Regions from separate parts of the Drosophila melanogaster genome. Here region 2 is linked to region 1. Evidence: chromatin contacts called from public Hi-C data. All regions are on one chromosome and are shown on one strand. The core of a region is the stretch at or near the end of the contact, and the rest is flanking DNA. Distances in the headings are between cores, read along the strand shown.

What was found. Hi-C and Micro-C count contacts between places; a contact is called where the count stands out from the background.
Region 2: a contact with region 1 is called in a Hi-C map of the Kc167 cell line, with 2.6 times the contacts expected there. A contact is called at or near these places in 10 of 107 Hi-C or Micro-C datasets (the D17-c3 cell line, the Kc167 cell line, the S2 cell line and 5 more).

What each region holds. Positions count from the first base shown.
Region 1 is chr3L:3,237,227-3,241,591 of dm6, reverse strand. It overlaps CG17746, which reads left to right and starts at 2,014. Exons shown (of 4, transcript NM_139537.4): 1 at 2,014-2,170; 2 at 2,610-2,980; 3 at 3,520-3,850; 4 at 3,928-4,365. The coding sequence starts at 2,699.
Region 2 is chr3L:6,740,756-6,745,120 of dm6, reverse strand. dikar (dikar,) reads left to right here and starts at 1,957. Exons shown (of 10, transcript NM_001274552.1): 1 at 1,957-2,095; 2 at 3,072-3,206; 3 at 3,331-3,419; 4 at 3,482-4,164; 5 at 4,248-4,365. The coding sequence starts at 3,179. velo (veloren) reads left to right here. Exons shown (of 9, transcript NM_206286.2): 8 at 1-90; 9 at 153-695. The coding sequence ends at 482.

The DNA of each region.
Region 1 (4,365 bases), core at 765-3,264:
GTCCCCGAACAATACCCTTTGTGCCCAGTCCCAGAAAACAGGAGCAGGAGCAGGAGCTGCGTGCAGCAACCCCATTATCCCGATCCTGCTCAGCCAGCCAGCCAGCTAGCCAAAGACAAAGAAACCCATTTTGTCGCATTCAAACAGAAATTAATGTAAAACAAAACCCAATCCAATTCCAATTCCAATCCCATCCAAGAGCTCACTGTTGAGCGGTGATGGCGAGGGGGGGGAAGGGGCGCGCGACCAGCGAGGGCATTTAATTTTATTTTTATAACTGACCTCGAACTTTTGTGCAATGTGATTGAACTGCCTGACGACGATATCTGTGGGCCCTGGTCTGTCCGGCCCCCGTCGCAGTCCCTTTCCGTCAGCGGGACATACACTTGGAAAAATAATGTGGCCATAGGCCCGACTTTGAAGAAATATATAGAAAAGATACATTTAGTTTGGTTGCCACCTAAGCGTATACTTAATATTCTTAATCTACTGGCATTTACTAAGCCAGATTAAAATATTTACCACTTGAAGTAAGAAGAACTTAAATTTATAAATAAAATAATAATAATATAAATGAAATAAATTTTTATATATTATATTAATATTATTTTGCTCAGTGTTGCTGCGATCCGAAGTGCAGCATTTGCATGCAGACTGCATATGGAGCTGTTGATCGCCTCCAACTCCGATTCCGATTTGGAGAGCGATTCAGGGACCGAAACCGAGCCTGGATGCAATCCGCGGTTGACAAACAATATGGAAATTTTACTGAGTGCGCTAAAATAAAAGGGGAAGCGAAAGCGAATCTTAAATGGCAAGAGGCGAGTGTTGGCGAGGGGGGGGGGCGGTGGCAGCGGGGTCGATAGTTGCAGTCGTCAGCGGGGAACGTTAAATGCATAATAAATGTGCGTTCTAGAGGTTGGGAAATAAAATGCGTGCAGCGACGTTGACGCCTTGCACTTTCAATGACCAAACAGAACGATAAGAAAGGCAGAGATATAATACACTGAGCCAAATTAAGTGCATTATCACATTTAAAAACGATTTCTAGCAAGCCAAGCTAGATAAAGTGTCGAACATTATTCCTCAAAATTCGAATAATTTAAGAATAGTTGTTGTTGTATGGAAGTGTATGTTCGTTCCTATCTAATCTTTGTTTGAGTTCCAAATTTGTACTACTTATAAATGCATAAAGGCGGGTGATACCAATTCGTATGTACATATGTAGGTTCGACAACAAAGTTCTGATTGACTTTGTTTGCCGAAACAATTTCAGAGCGCCAAAGATAATGCGAATAAAATGGAAATGGAGAGGGACCTCTGAAATACATCCACTAGTTCTTTATCAAAAATTGCTCTGTGGCTTTTGCTTTTGCTGCTGCTGTGCAAATATTTAATACATTTTTTGCGCTCGCCAAAAGCGCAAAACAAAAGAACCCAAAAAAAGAGACGAAGACGAAGAAGACAATAAATAGAAAGCAGAGGCGTTGGCAGCGGCGAATGCCAGTCAAGCTTTAATTCCCCAAGCAACAACAATATGGGAGCAACAACAAAACAGCAGCAGCGGCAACCGCAAAAAGTGCTTAGCTGACGTCATTTGTCCTTGAATTCGTATATTTGCCGCAAGCCCAAAGCGAAATTCGCAAAATTCAATGCACTCGCCAGCTAAACAAAAAAAATAAAAGAGCAGATAAGACGACGAAAAGGCGAAATGAGAAGCGGAAAAGAGTAGCCGCATAATGTGAAATTTGCATTGGAATTGCAGAATTCATTCGAAATGTGAATTTCAATGGAAAGGCAAAAGAACATCACTCATTATTTGTACAATTAAGGTGCATAAATAATATTTTTTTGGATTTTAAACTTTTTAAATTCAAATCAAGGCGCCAAAACCAAAAAGCTTTTCGCCAGTGCTGCCAAGCTAGTCGAGACGCACTCACAAGCAGGGCGCCACTCTGCCAGTGTTGAACAGTACCGGCATTAGTGTGGTCAACTACCATGCGTTTGTAAACAGCAGTTAGGAATTTACCATTTTTCAGACACGTTCACACTTCAAAACACAAATTCAATAAAAAAATAAACACGCGCAGTTTTTAATAATTTTTTACCAAACAGTTTTTCTTTGATGCGTACTCGCTTTGCAGGGTGGAGCAAAAACGGTGAACGCCAGGTGTGTAATCAGCGCATCGTTAATTTGGCGCCGCTCCTCCTCTTCTATCTTCTCTCCACTTCTCTCCGTTTTTTTTGCGTGTTTTCCGTTGCTGTTCTGGTTTTCCGTTCTTATTTTCTGGTTTTGCATAAGTTTAAATAAGCTGCAAACTGTGAACATATTAGGGAGCACGCGAAGGAAGTACGTTGATCGTCAGCCGTAATATCCGGCTTATCGACGCTCATTTATCACCTGCCCTTTGAACCCAAGCTGAATCCAATTCCGGATCGCGATCCGGCCCTGAAATCTCCACGTCTGTTTGCTTATGCCTCTGATATACTAATCTCCGGAGCCCACGCGTATCTGAAGTTGACAGTCGGCCGTCGGTCGTTCCGCGCTCCGCAGCAGTCAGTTTCGTAATTAACTTAACCCGTGTGCTTGTACGTCTTCTTTCCCGCAGAAAAGCGACGTAAATCGATAGCACTAACCCCGCCCGCAAAGAAGTCAGCCCACACAACACACTCCACACCGCACACCATACAAGCCGCAATGGGTCAGACTCTATCGGAACCGGTGACCGCCAAGGAGTCAGCGTACTGCCAGAACGCCGCCTACCGCGTGGGCAGCTCCTGCATGCAGGGGTGGCGCATCAACATGGAGGACTCGCACACCCACATCCTCTCGCTGCCGGACGATCCGGGAGCGGCATTCTTCGCCGTCTACGACGGGCACGGAGGCGCCACGGTGGCCCAGTACGCCGGCAAGCACCTGCACAAGTACGTTCTCAAGCGGCCGGAGTACAACGACAACATCGAACAGGCGCTGCAGCAGGTGAGTCACGGCAGAGTCACTTTTAGATGGCGGGAATGGCGACATTTATAGATCGCTGAAGGCAGTTGGAGTACCTATGTATATGTACTCCTCACATGCAGTCTTCTTTCGGATATGCACGGTATCGATGATGTCCTTAAATAAATGATAATTGGATACTTGGATATATGAGGGTAGTACCCACTTCTTAAAACCAAAGTTTTACATATTACACATATATGTATGTATGTACAATACGTACCTATTCTATTCTATTCAAGCGACTCATTTCAACAAATTGTTACTCATCTGCAGCACAAAGATTTGTTAAGAATGATAAGTAATGGGATGAAAACAACTTGTTAAAACCTCTATACATTTATCTTTATATGTCTCACGTTTATTAAAGTCATATACTTTTTGAAGATACATATAAACAACAGATTAACTTATAAAGATATCTAAAATGTAATGCCATTTAAATTCACTAGTTTTGAGAACATGTAAAGCTCTTCAAGCCATTCTATTTAATTCATGACTCATATATGATGCAATTGCAGGGCTTTCTGGACATCGACTACGTTATGCTACGCAACAAGACATGTGGTGACCAGATGGCCGGCTCGACTGCCGTAGTTGTTTTGGTAAAGGACAACAAGCTTTATTGCGCCAACGCAGGCGACTCGCGCGCCATTGCCTGCGTGAACGGACAACTGGAGGTCCTGTCGCTGGACCACAAGCCCAATAACGAGGCGGAGTCCAAGCGGATCATCCAAGGCGGCGGCTGGGTTGAGTTCAATCGCGTCAACGGCAATCTTGCGCTTTCCCGCGCCCTCGGTGACTATGTATTCAAGCATGAGAACAAAAAACCGGAAGATCAAATCGTCACAGGTGAGAATCACCATCTCCATCCATTGTTCTTGTTAAGCATTATCACCTTGTTTCTTGTTCTCCGTGCGCCTATATAGCCTTCCCGGACGTGGAGACGCGGAAAATCATGGACGATTGGGAATTCATCGTGCTGGCCTGCGATGGCATTTGGGATGTAATGAGCAACGCGGAAGTGCTCGAGTTCTGTCGCACGCGCATCGGCATGGGCATGTTTCCGGAGGAGATCTGCGAAGAGCTGATGAATCACTGCCTAGCACCCGACTGCCAAATGGGAGGCCTCGGCGGCGACAATATGACCGTGGTGCTGGTGTGCCTGCTGCACGGCCGTCCCTACAGCGATCTGATAGCCCGCTGCCGAAATGGCAGCCAGGCGACTAACAATGATCAAGAGGAAGCCGGCGACGCGACGAAGGATGAAGTCGCAAAGGACGAAGCGGAGGCGGAAACCGATACCGAAACGGAAACGCAAACCAAACCCTGCCAGAAGCAATCCAATTCCGGTCCCATGGACGACG
Region 2 (4,365 bases), core at 708-3,207, 3.5 Mb before region 1:
GGACAGTTGGTGGAGTATCCAGAGGACACGGAAAGTGCCGAGTTTGAGGAGGAGGAGGGCCATGACGACGAAGATCCAGCTAGTGAAATGGTAAGTCTCTAAAAGATTTATAGCTGCCACATCACGATCGCTAACTATAATATTTCCTTCAGCATGATGAAAACAATGCCGGCACCGACATGGAAGTGGACCCCGTGAACGAGGAGCCAGCGTTGGCAGGGAAAACCGCCGCGTTAGCACCTGCGTCCACGACTGCGGCAGCGCCCACGGGTAAAAGATTCGTGCTGAAGCGGCGCCTGCACAACGGAGCCGTCTCAAGTCCGACCAATGGAAACGGCGAGGCTAGCAGTAATGGCGGTGCACTGATACCCCAGCTGGTGAGCACGGCGGCCGCAACGACGACGGGCGTTTCGTCCGGAGTCGCTCATTTGGGGCCGCGTGGGCCCAGCGGTGGACTGAAGATCCGGAAGATAGAGCCGTAGCACCAAACGATTCTCGCCCTGCGAGCTCGCGATCCGGATGCGCACATGCCCCACCTGCCTGCGCTGCTCCAGTTGCCACAGCTGCGGCACCACCTGTAAATACGCCATTACATTACATCGGTTATTCAATTCTATGTATCTAAACGTTTGACTCTAAAAAACTACACTAAACTAAAACTATAAATAAAGACTAAATTACTATGTATGAAATACAAGAAACTGGTGTTTGGACTTTTTAAGCGAGTATTAATGGGAAAAGTGAGAAAGTTGTTATAGTTTTTGGAAAGTCATTTGAAATGGAGTCATTTGTTTAAAAATAAATTCACAATAATTTGGTTTAATTCCTGAATTAATTTGCAATTTCAATGATCTTGAAATAACTTATTAATTTCGAACAGCTAAATTTATATGTATAACAAAAATAAGGGTTTTATTATATTACAGTAGTGCGTTACTTGTTTGTTCTTGGGGAGGCTTTCCCAGCACCACTTTATTTTACAACAAATTTCGTGGTCGCCCTTGCCCAAACCAGTTTCGCATGCCTCGCCATGTAGGCTAGAATCGCCATGTAGATGGCACCTACATGGTGGGACTCCCCGAGGCACGTTGTTGAACAGAATGCAATTTCGGCCGAAATTCGTATAAATTAGCTTGCAGACTTTTGCAAACATTGCATGCGCGCTCAACTTGAATTGCAGCTTTGGATGGTTTTGCATAATTTTGGTTAATCTTTAATTGATAGCCCCCCAACCCGCGATTTATGCCATGTAGTTACTTTAGAACATACATGACGACCTACATGGTGACTGGCACGCACACACCCGCACTTGTGCGTGTGAAGCAACAACACACACTAGCACGCCGCCATGTAGTTAACGGCGGAAAAGTTAGGTTAGACTCACAGCTGCTCTCGCAAAGGAGGGGTGGGAAGGCAAGAAAAAAAGACTGTTGAAGGAGGGGTAGCGGAGAGGCGAATGGCAAGCGAAAAGCGACCGGAAGAAGGAAATCGATCTATCGATAGAATCGGGGAATGTTGTAAATTGCGCATTAATGCTTACAAACTTCTATAGTAAACAAAACAAAACATAATACATGTATTGGCAAGCAGATTATTAAATTATTAAATTATTTTTTTATTAAAATTAAATTATCTTAAAATACTTTTCTTATCTGCAGAATTGTGTTTATGTGGAAAAGCAAGCATATTTAAAATAAAAATGTATTAATCTGATTTTAAAGTTTCATTGAATATATGTTTTACAAACTTAAATACTTTAAATTTAAAACTAAAATACACAATTGAAAACTATTTAATATGAAAAATATGAAAGGTGAACCGTTTTGAAGAAATAAAGTCGATTTACCAATTTAAATCCAAAACAAATATATTAACTATCGTTTAGAGCCACTTTGCCCCGAGTGCCGCATCTCTAGTGAACCATCGATGGCTGGCGTGTTGACGAATTTCAGACCACCACTAGTTATCGAGAGCCACGATAATTTCTTCGCCGCGTTTGCTGCTCGCTGAAGAAAAATAAAATTAACCAGGAGCGCAAAAAAACGCGAATCGCGTATTGTCTGCGCAGATAGCCAGATTAACGGGATCGAAACGGGTAGGCATGCCGTTCAATCAATCGATCGCAGCGAACTGTTTAGTGCGTGCTGCTATTGTTGTGAAATAATTAATAATATTTTATGGCAGATGGAGCCCCTCTGCGTACAACTATGTGTGTGTGTGCCCTGGCATCCGAGTGTGTGCGTGCGTGTGTGTGGAAAAAGAAATTGAGGGGGAAAAAGCAGAAAGAAAAGATGACTGGGAAATGGGCGTCTCTAAAGTTAAATGACATTTTCACACGTAACTGAAAAATATATATACGTGTATTAATAAAAATAAATACACACTGCCCAGCAGGCAAAAAACGGAGGCGGAGAAAAGCCGTCGGTCGTCAGCCGCCGCGCGCATGCTCCACAAAATTGGAAGTTAAATAAACTGCTATGTACGCCAACTAAATCTGCGCACCATAACCTTTCATCGCGTGCAATTTGCGGTGAAAAGCGGAAAAAAACCAACTGCCCAAAAGCCGTGTAAATTGCACATTATAATTGCAAAATAATCGAGTGCAGTGTAGTCAAAATAGTAGTGCCCATTCGCGGGAGCGGGACGGCATGCAAACGTGAAAAAGTGAGCGGTTCGGCTATTGGCTCAATGTACTGGTGCCGTCCCGCTTTGACGCACGCCTTGGCCGCTTGTCGGCTGTCTGTTTTGATTTTCTCTTCGTGAAAATAAGCGCGCGTACTTTCTTTTGACCTACCGTCCACCCACTCGACCCTTCCCACTCCCATCCCCATCCCCTGCGCTGCCCAGACCCTTGCGTGCATCGGAATGTTTGATAAGTGATAAAGCCAGATGTTTGTGTATATATCGCCGCCAAGTGTCCCAACACACACACACATGTTGCACACATTTTTTTTGTCTGAATTCTGCGCTCGCTCTTTTTGCCGCCTTTTGACTTTCGGTCGTGTAATTTGAGCCTAATTCGTTAACGCCTGACCACATACGTTATATATACATATATATTATATACGCAGCCCGACTTCCACACCAGAGAGCTACTAAAGAGGCCCAGGAATTGTTCTTACTGACATCTATAAAATCCCGCAGAGGAGCAACGTTTCCAATAAGCAAGCATACATAAATGGTTTCTACTTTCATTGGATTATTAGGTGAGCAATAAATTTACCAAATCAGTTCCTACTTAACAAAACCAATATAATAGTGGAAATATATACAACAAGAGTCGCAAGTTACCGAAAAATTTGCTAAATCACATTGTTTTTCTCTTCGCAGACATTCAATCATGGTGGGAGATACCGTGTATTTCGCATTTCTGTTCATTGTTTAGTTCTGCCTTTGATCTGCCCGACATCGACATCGAGGTGAGTAACTGATAAACACCTTCTAAAGAGAATCAATCATAAAAAACGCACTGCATCCACAGGACCTCGAATCGGCGCTGCTCTCCGATGGTACCAGCGATGAGGATCAGGTCGCCCTAGTGCCCGAGTTAATTGTGCGCCTGCTCAAGGGCTGCGATGCGCTACAGACGGTAGCCAAGGAAATCACACACAGCAACTATCAGATGTTCTTGCGTCGCTTCCTGCGCCAACAGTGTCGCCTGCACCAGACCGAGAACCACTTCGACACGGACATTGACTTCCAGTCGCTGCCCGTGCGCAAGCGCCTGCACATTCTGCACGATCTGTGCCACTTTCGCCTGGACTCCGTCGATGTGCAGGTCATCCTCAGCAATCTAGAGGCGGATAGTCTGCGCGTGGAGCCTCTGGGCTACGACGCCAAGAATTCCGGCTACTGGTACTTCTACGGCACGCGACTATATCGGGAGGACAAAGCCACCGGTGGATCGGCCTCCTCCAGTTCGGGTTCGGGATCAGGTGGCGCTGGAGCCTCAACTGGCGGAGCATCCAACAGCAAGGGCATCGGCAGCAACGGTACAGTTTGGCAAGTCATCTGCTTCACCGAAGAGGACTGGCAAAACTTGGCCGCCAAGTTTAAGACCTCGACGAACGCCAAGGAGCGCGAACTCTTTAACATACTCGATGACAACTTTCTGCCCAAGCTGCCGCAGCTTTTCCGCGAACGTGAGCGTTTGAGGCGTAGGAAGTGAGTGAAATACCTTACATTTCTCCAAAAGATAAAGATTTATAAAGCAACATTGCTAATGAAAAAATATTTTGCTTACCCAGACTTTTGCAAGTGCGCAACTCCAGCCGCATTCGCAACATCGCGGAGTTGAAGGCACGCCAGGAGGAGGAGCGCCAGCGTCGTGAGCGGGAGAATCTCTACCAGGATCGGCAAAACGCA